2 separate regions of the Ovis aries genome follow, and region 1 is linked to region 2. Evidence: chromatin contacts called from public Hi-C data. All regions are on one chromosome and are shown on one strand. Each heading gives the region's core, a stretch centred on a gene start, on an enhancer-like site or on the middle of the called end of the contact. The rest is flanking DNA. Distances are from core to core; before and after follow the strand shown. Region 1 holds the start of SSBP3 (single stranded DNA binding protein 3). Region 2 holds the start of TMEM59 (transmembrane protein 59).

Region 1 (3,828 bases), core at 902-3,401, 330 kb after region 2:
GTGCTTACTGCTTCAGAGTGAGATGTAAAAGTAAGGCATTTCTATTGCAACACTAGGCATGATTAGTAGGTTCTCACCAGTGGGAAAAGAGGAGGCAGAAACTTTATGCATCGACCTCTGCTGCCCTTTCCCTTTTCTGCCAGTCCTGGTCTGAGGGCCCAGAGGCACCCTGCTCTCTACAATGCTGAGGACTAAAGCACAGGGAGCCTGCTCCAGACCCCCTGTCTTTGTTCACTTGGACCCCGGGGGGCTCAGAACAAAACACACACACACACACACAAAACTATCACAAACTTACCACCACCACGAGTGCAAAAACCCAGGCGGTTCTCCCAACGTGATGTTTTTTTCCCATCGAATCTAGAATGGAGAGAACAGAGACAGCTCAGGGCAGCAGAAGGAAGGGGTGGGCTGGGGGCTTCCCGGAGCCAAAAGGCTGTGAAGACCAACTAACAATAAATGCCAAAAGGTGATAAAAATTCAAAATGGTGGCCACAGTGGCTGTTCCAGAAAACAAAGGCTTTAAGAACGATGGGGAGGAGGGGGTGTCAAGAACTGGATGACTGGGGGAGTTCCACTCACCTCTGACAAGAAGGTCTGTGCAGACTTCTGTGCTCCTACGTGCAGTAAATATTCGTAGACATATAAAGCTAACCTGGAGAGTGGGCAGGGGGGCACAGAGAGAGAGGGAAGGCGTCAGATCACACTGGTGCTCGCTCCTGGACCATACCAGCCGGCTTCCAACCCTGTCCGTGCTGTCCCATTGTGGCCCCGACCAGAGGTGAGCAGCTAGCTTGGTCCTGCCTGGGGCCAAGGGTGCGAGCAGTTAGGGGGTGGGTACCAGGAGACGCGTTTACTTCAAGCCGCGGGGGCTGAAGAGCAGCCCCCGAACTTGAACTTCCAAGTAGCGTCGGGACCAAACCCACCTAGGTCTCTCAAACTCGCAAACCGCCCGACCCCAGAGCCTCGCTTCTTTTCCCGACCTACTCCTTGCCACCAACCCACCCTCTCCCCAGTTTTGAGGGTCCGGGGAGACTCAGTCCTGGACTCCGGGGTGCTCCGCGCTCTGGAGAGGGCAGCAAAGCGCCGCCCTCACCACCTCCCCCCAAAACAACTGTCCCCCAAGCTAGGGCCAAGCCGGCGCCGCTGTCCCTGCCCAGCCCGGCGCCCCGGAGGGCGCGGGGCCGGCGGTGGGGCCGAGGGCAGGGAAGGCAGAGCGCTCCTGGCCGAACAAAGCCCCCGCCACGCACTCCTCAAGCCGCGGGCGGACAAAAGGAGCCTTCGGGGCTGCAAGAAGCCACGCGCCCCCTGCTCGCGCCCGGTGGGCAAAGTGCGGTCACCGCCGCGAGCTCCCCGGCCGGGGCGGATGCCCCGGCTGGCTCGCAGGACCTCGCCCACCCCTCTCCGCGGGCCCCCGCGCCCGGCACGCCCCGGGGCCACCAAATGCCCCCTCCCCGGCGGCGCCCCCCGACGCCCCAACCTCAGCCGGCTCCCAACAATGGGCTCTCCCACGCCGCCCGCCGCGGCCTCGGGAAGGGGCCAGGCTGGCGGCGCCGGGGCCCGGAGCGCAGCAGCCCCCGCCCGCCCACCTGCCTCCCACCACCCGCCCGCAGCCCGGCGGCGGCGCGGCCGCCACTTGGAAAATAGGGCTTACTTTTCCCGAGCCTGCCCGTCCGAGGGCACCGCCGAGCCTTTGCCTTTGGCAAACATGGTTTGCAGAGAAGAGGACGCCGAGCCTCCTCGCCGCCGCCGCCGCCGCTACCGCTCCGGCTGCTCCCGAGCTGCCCCCTCGCTCCCGGCCCCCTCCCCGGCGCTCGCTCGCACACTCGCTCGCGCTCTCCTCGCCGCGCTCCCCTCCCTCCCCCCCAGGCGCTGGCTCCGCGCTCTTTCCAGCTGTCAAAGCGTCAGCCCCGGCCGCGGCCCCATCGCCCTGGAACTCCTCCTGCGCCGGCTCGGCCTGGAGTGCCGGTGCCGCCGCCGCCGCCGCTCGCCCGCCGGCCCGGCTGCCCGCTGGCTCGCTCGCGCGCCCGCCCGCCCGGCTCCGCCTGCGCCGCCCTCTGCGCCTCCTGCACCGCTGCCGCCGCCGCCGCCGCTGGTCTACTTGGAGCTCAACCGAACGTGGCTACCCCGGCGAGGGATCGAGGCGGGCGTCAACGTCCCGCGATTGATTGGTGCCTCGGCCAATCTGCGCGCGGGGGCGGGCCCAGGGCGGCCCGGGAGGGACGCCCTGTCAGCGCCCAGCCGCGGCAGTCCCCGCTGAGGCCGCCACCGAGGAGCCGCTGTCCCTGCTTCTGCGGGCGAACTGGGGGTGTCCGCGGGCGCGAGCCTCTGTTTTCTCTAGATGTAGGGAGAGGACGCGAATCGAGAAGGGGGAGCTCTAGTCTCCTGGCACCCGCGAAGAGGGGGTCCGACCCGCGGTCTCCGCGGCGTGGACCGCTGGGGAGCGGGTGGGGGGCGGGGGGCTCTGCGGCATAGTCGGAGGGGAGGGGGCGCGGACCCCTGAGCCGAGCACCGCCGGCTCCCTCCCGCCACGTCCCTCTCCCTTATCTGCCCCTCACCTCCCCCCGCCTCAGCCCGCGCCAGCCCAGCCCTGATCTCCCCCTCCCCCTCGCCTGCCCTTCCCGTGGGCTCCGACCCCAACCCCCTCCCCAGACTTCCACTCGCCCCCACCCTTGGCCGCCCCGCCCGTGGTCCTCCCTCTCGCCTAGTCTGGCTTCGGAGCGCAGGGCCCGGGGTTCCACGCTGGGAGCTGGGCGGCTCGAGCCGGCGCCGAGGCGCGCGGCTGCTCCTTTACTAGATCATTAAAATACTTTGGAAAACCCCAAAGTGGAGTCGCGCGAAAATGGCCCTTGGCCTGCTTTGGGGAACCTGGGGGAAGGGACTGAAGACTTGAGCTAAGAGAAGGGAGAGTGATTGCTCCCAAATTTCCAAGGTCTGCCCGCCCTAGCAAGTTAGCCCCTCGGCTTCTCCGGGAGAGATGGTGCCATTCCAGGGTAGAGGGGGCTGTCACCTGGGCGCCCCGCTGCGCGGAATACGCGTCACAGAAATCTGCAAACTTCAAATAAATGGAGCTAAATTGGGGAGTGGGGTACGAGAGCCAGCCGTGGGGGGAGGGGAAGCTTCCATTGTCAGTGACCCAGGTGTACAATGGGAAATTGAAGGGGGCTGGCAGAGTGACCCAGCTATTTGCTCCTGACTCCTTTTTGCCCACGCCGAGAACCCGAGGACACACTGAGTGTCCCTCATTAGACACTCTTATGACGAGAAACCAACCAAACAGGGCAAGACTCCCCCATTTTCAGACTGTTTTTAGAGCGCGGTTCTCTTTAAATGTGATAAAACACTGTCTCTTTAAAAGAGTCAAGCAGAAAAAGCTGTGTAAGCGCTGATTGGCTGCCTGTTTGGATACATCTTTAGGGGAGCCTTGAAACTGTTAGCCTAGGTTGATTTTTTTTTTTTTAACTGCGCTGTTCCAATAAACAAGTAACGCCCCTCCCCCTAACATGCCTCGCACCAAACAATTAAAGGATAGGTCAGTGTCCTGGGGAAAACATGTTTCAAGTAGGAAAACTCAGAACTAGATTCAACAAAATAAGGGATAATTCACTACCATTAAAGTTTGCTTATTTTGATTTGTCGATGAGAGAAGAAGGGGCTTTAAAAAGAAATGCCCCTGCAGCAAATAGACGGCATTGGTTCAGGAAGGAGACTCTGGGTGCATTTTTGGAATAATGTTCTACTCAGTGTAACAGCTTCCCTAAATTAGAATACAGCCAGGCCCTACCAATGACTCTGGACGCACTCTGTTCTCTGCTGGGACCTAGAGCT
Region 2 (4,064 bases), core at 861-3,360:
CAAACCATAAAGCACAATAATTTGATGGAGGACCAAAGGACATCAGTGAAATAATTAAATATTTTTAATCTACAACTTTATTAATAGAAAGCAGTACAGTGTAGCCAGTTTTAGGATTGAATTCCTGCTACTCCACTACTTCTTGGCTATGTGACCTAGGTCAAGTCACTGAACATGTCAGAGCCTTGATTTCCTCAGCTGACAAGCCCAACTTGGCAGGGTGAGAATTAGGGATAACGGAGGTAAATCTCCCATCATACTGGCTAATAAGACAGCAGGCAGTTTGTAAACTTTAAGTCCAGGACAGGAAACCAGGTGATTTAGAGTTCCTAGGAAGAATAGCTTTACTGAAAAAGAAAGATTTATAGATATCACATCAATTGTTAGAAAGTAGTGGATATTATAAAAGTATTCAGAGGTTCCAGAAATGTCTAGCCTTTTAAATTGCTTATTCTCCAGCATATGTACTCAAGTAACTACAAATATGCTAGGAAAATCTCAAAAAAAAGGGCGAGGGTGGGTGGGAGGGAAGGCCAGTACATCTAAACACTAAAAAGATACAAAATAAATATCTGCCCAATTCCAGGTCAAATCACTATTAATTTCCTCATACAATCCTCTTACTTACGAGTGGTTTATAAAAAGAGAAGAAAATAATGTATTCAGGAGCAGTACACATTGATTTAAAAGGTTAGAAGTCAGAATTCCCCATTTTTCTCTCTTGATTGCTAATAATATATTTGTCTCTGATAACTTGATAATCCCCTCTCCCACACTTTTTCTGGAAGATTGATAATCCTCAAGCAATGTAAAACCCAGCAGTAAACAGACATATGGGCAGAAACAGCATCTAGAACTTTTCATTTCAAAAGCCTGAAAGCACTTGCCAATAAGAAACATCCTAAACGTCTCCTCCTAGTCACTTTGTAGTTTGAGAGAGCAAAGAGGCCTAGCCACTTGGTTAAGCACATATTATAGGGAAGACAAAGTAAAAACAAGGGTAGAAAGACCAGCACAAGCTGTTATAAAGAAAGCCAGTGGTGTGCGGGGCGGGGCTTATACCGAAATCACATATTTGGAAGGGTGGGGGACAAACCACGCAATTTAGGATGCTCAGTCAACAGTTTTCAAGCTGCAAAAACAACTTGAGAAGTGGAATGGAATTAAAGGAAAGGCTGCACCTAGGGGCGGACAAGGAGGGGAGGAAGGGTCACACTCTTCGTAATATGTGATCCGCGGCGAGGGCCGGTCTCGTTTCTTTCCCACTCTACTAGTCCCCTCCCTGTCTTCTGCTGCACCGAAAGGTAAGTTCTCCGAATGTAGAAACCTAACTGCTTTTTCTCTAAGCTATCCCAGTCCCAGTGTCAGCACCTAGCACACAGTTACTCAACATAGGCGGAAAGCCCTTCTTGAGTGTCTCCCAACTCCTTAATACATTTCATACTATGGTGGAATTATCTACTTGTCTCACTCCAGGTACAGACTACAGGCTTCCAGCCCAGAGAGGCGCTATGGGAAGAGGGGGTTAAGAACTAATCTTTCAGTGGACTGGCGTATCTGCAACTGCCCCCACCTCCGCCCCGCCATCCATGGAAAGTGAGGAACCTGCATTAATCATCTGGATCCTCCTCCCCACCCTTCCCCGTAAAGCCTCAGGAAAAAAGAGGTCGTGTCTTACTTATTTTTCTGTCCCCGACCTATTACAGGGTAGGTGCGGCACAAACTTCCGGTAATTACAGCAGGAGCGGGATGCGGGTAGCATTAGGGAAGAAAAAAGGGGCCACAGAGATGGGAGACAAAGGTTGAAGGGAGGGTTCAACAGTCAGGCTCCCAGAAACGACAGAGGTGCGGGAGAGCGGAAAGATGGGCGGCCAGGGAAGGGTTGTAGCCCGGTTCGGACGGGCCCTACCTTGGGGTAGGTGTGCAAGGGATACGTCAACTGACAGGCCCGGTGACAAGACGCCGTATCACCCAAGACCGAGTCAAACGCTTCAGCCGAAGCGGTTCCCGAGCCTCCGGCCAGGGCCATGGCCAGCAGCAGCAGCGGCGGGATCCCCAGTTGGGCCCTGAGCCATAGGGTCCCCTTCGGCACCGCCATTTTGTTTGCCTCTGTCACAGCAGCACAGCTTGTTGCTGTTTTCTTTTCAAGGTTTCCTCCTCCTTCCGGGACCAGCCCCTTCCCCGCCCCGCGGGCCGCTGCTTCCGCCTCTGTAGTCTTCTCAGCTCCGCCCTGACCCGTCCGAAACTGCCGCCTCCCGCCCCACCTCTAGGTCTACGAACTTCTAGGTTGGCGAGAGGAAGTGGATCCAAACATCGCGAGTACTAGAGCGAAACGACTCCTCCCTCTGCGAGGCATGCTGGGGCATGTAGTTCTCTTCAAGCGGGAGGCGCACGGTGGTTGGGGAACTTGGTCTCGGGGAACTACCAGCTGCCCTAGGCGCTCCCGAGCCTGCCCATTCGCGGTGTATTCTGGGGAATGTGGTTTGGTTCGAGCCGTCCCCCCTCCCCCCAACCTCCGCTGATTGGCCTTGGACTTCAGCTGGCTGGCGGAGCTTTTACCGAGAAACTGCCAGCCCTGAAAGGTGTTCCGACCCCATAAGGCCCAGGCTTGGGGCCCTCAGAGGGTGCGTGCCGGAGAGGCCCAGCTGCTTGGCAGGGCTGCTTTTCCTGGTGGGTCTCACGTGCCATCGTTAGCCTTTCCCTTCCCGGGCTCCTGAGTGCTGAAGGCAGAGGAAGGTGGTGGTTCCCGTTGCTATGGGATTAGAGCAGGACAGTCTTTAGGGTCCTTTGACCGTGGAGCATTTCCTGGAGATGACTGGTTGTTGTGAGGACCCTGCTGACATCTGGAGGAGGTTGTTGAATATTGGTTACAAGAGGAACACTTGGGGTTGTGGCTATGGTAGGGTATTTGTTAAGAGAGCTTCACTGAACCTGGGGGAAAGCTAACCCTACCACAACGCAACCTAAGATGGAAGAGCCCCCTTACAGTGTGCACTAGGTACCTCTTAATTCAGGAAGTAGACCGGTCATTGTATACAATTTTCAGTTTTTAGGAAGATTTTTAAGAGGAAATCTTATTTTAAATTCCATCCAAGAGTCCTAATAATTCAAGAATGCTTCCAGAGTATGTAGGACCCAATTATGTCACTTTAGGGAGCACACATCACTGAAGTTCTGGTGACATTTTAGAACCTGCCTTCTTTGTTGAGCAGAACACGGTAAAGCACGTGAAGGTAGTTGGAGTCCCCTAGGAATGGATAAATTCGTCATTCGAACACCCAGAATCCAGAATAGTCCTCAGAAGAAAGATCCTGGAGGAAAGATTTACAAGCAGGCCACCATTGAATCTCTGAAGGTGAGAGGGGATCTGGGAGTGGAGAAAATGTGCAAAGGACTGGGATGGCAAGGAGGTCTGGAGGAGTTCTACTGTGGAAGACCTATGAATTCCTTATTTTTGTGCTTCCTCCCCACCGTGCTCCTGACTGCTCCAAATTTGTTTCCCCCATACACTATCAATTTCTGGACCTTTGTTACACCCTTCTAATTACTTTAGCTTTGTGGTATGTTTCACTAACTGGTAGGATATATCCTCTGAAATTATTCTTCTTTTGCAAGATGTTCTTGTCTATTAAATGGAATGTTCAAGTACCAAATATGATTTGTGTACCCTGTACAAACTCAGTAAGATTGGATGATGATACCACCCCTCATAGCATATTGACTGGAACTGTATCACGTGGCCTTCATAGCCACATCTAAGACTGAAAAAGAGACTGTTAAACTGGACTCTTTGCAGCCTCAAACTGTCTGACTTATGTTGGCAAGGAAGAGGCAAGGCATCATGAATACAGTATAAACAACTAACAGTGAATCAATGAATGTAATGTAATTAATGGTAATTATTGCTTCACTTAATAGTGAAGGACAGGCGAGCCTGGAGTGCTGCAGTTCATGGGGTCGCAAAGAGTTGGACACGGTTTAGCGAGTGAACAACAAGTTACTTCACTAAAAACAAGCAGAAAACTGCTTGCAATTAGTTCCCTTTGTCATCTGGAACCTCTCCT

The links. A called contact is a pair of places that touch in the nucleus more often than the background predicts.
Region 1: a Hi-C map of muscle shows a contact between it and region 2, with 4 times the contacts expected there. The contact joins the promoter of SSBP3 here to the promoter of TMEM59 in region 2. A contact is called at or near these places in 2 of 16 Hi-C or Micro-C datasets (muscle and retroperitoneal adipose tissue).

What each region holds. Positions count from the first base shown.
Region 1 is chr1:28,907,643-28,911,470 of ARS-UI_Ramb_v3.0, forward strand. It overlaps SSBP3 (single stranded DNA binding protein 3), which reads right to left and starts at 2,152. Exons shown (of 16, transcript XM_042248427.1): 1 at 1,655-2,152; 2 at 583-655; 3 at 299-360. The coding sequence starts at 1,710.
Region 2 is chr1:28,577,530-28,581,593 of ARS-UI_Ramb_v3.0, forward strand. It overlaps TMEM59 (transmembrane protein 59), which reads right to left and starts at 2,111. Exons shown (of 8, transcript XM_012149705.4): 1 at 1,910-2,111. The coding sequence starts at 2,098. TCEANC2 (transcription elongation factor A N-terminal and central domain containing 2) reads left to right here and starts at 2,511. Exons shown (of 5, transcript XM_012149815.5): 1 at 2,511-2,624; 2 at 3,213-3,355. The coding sequence starts at 3,254.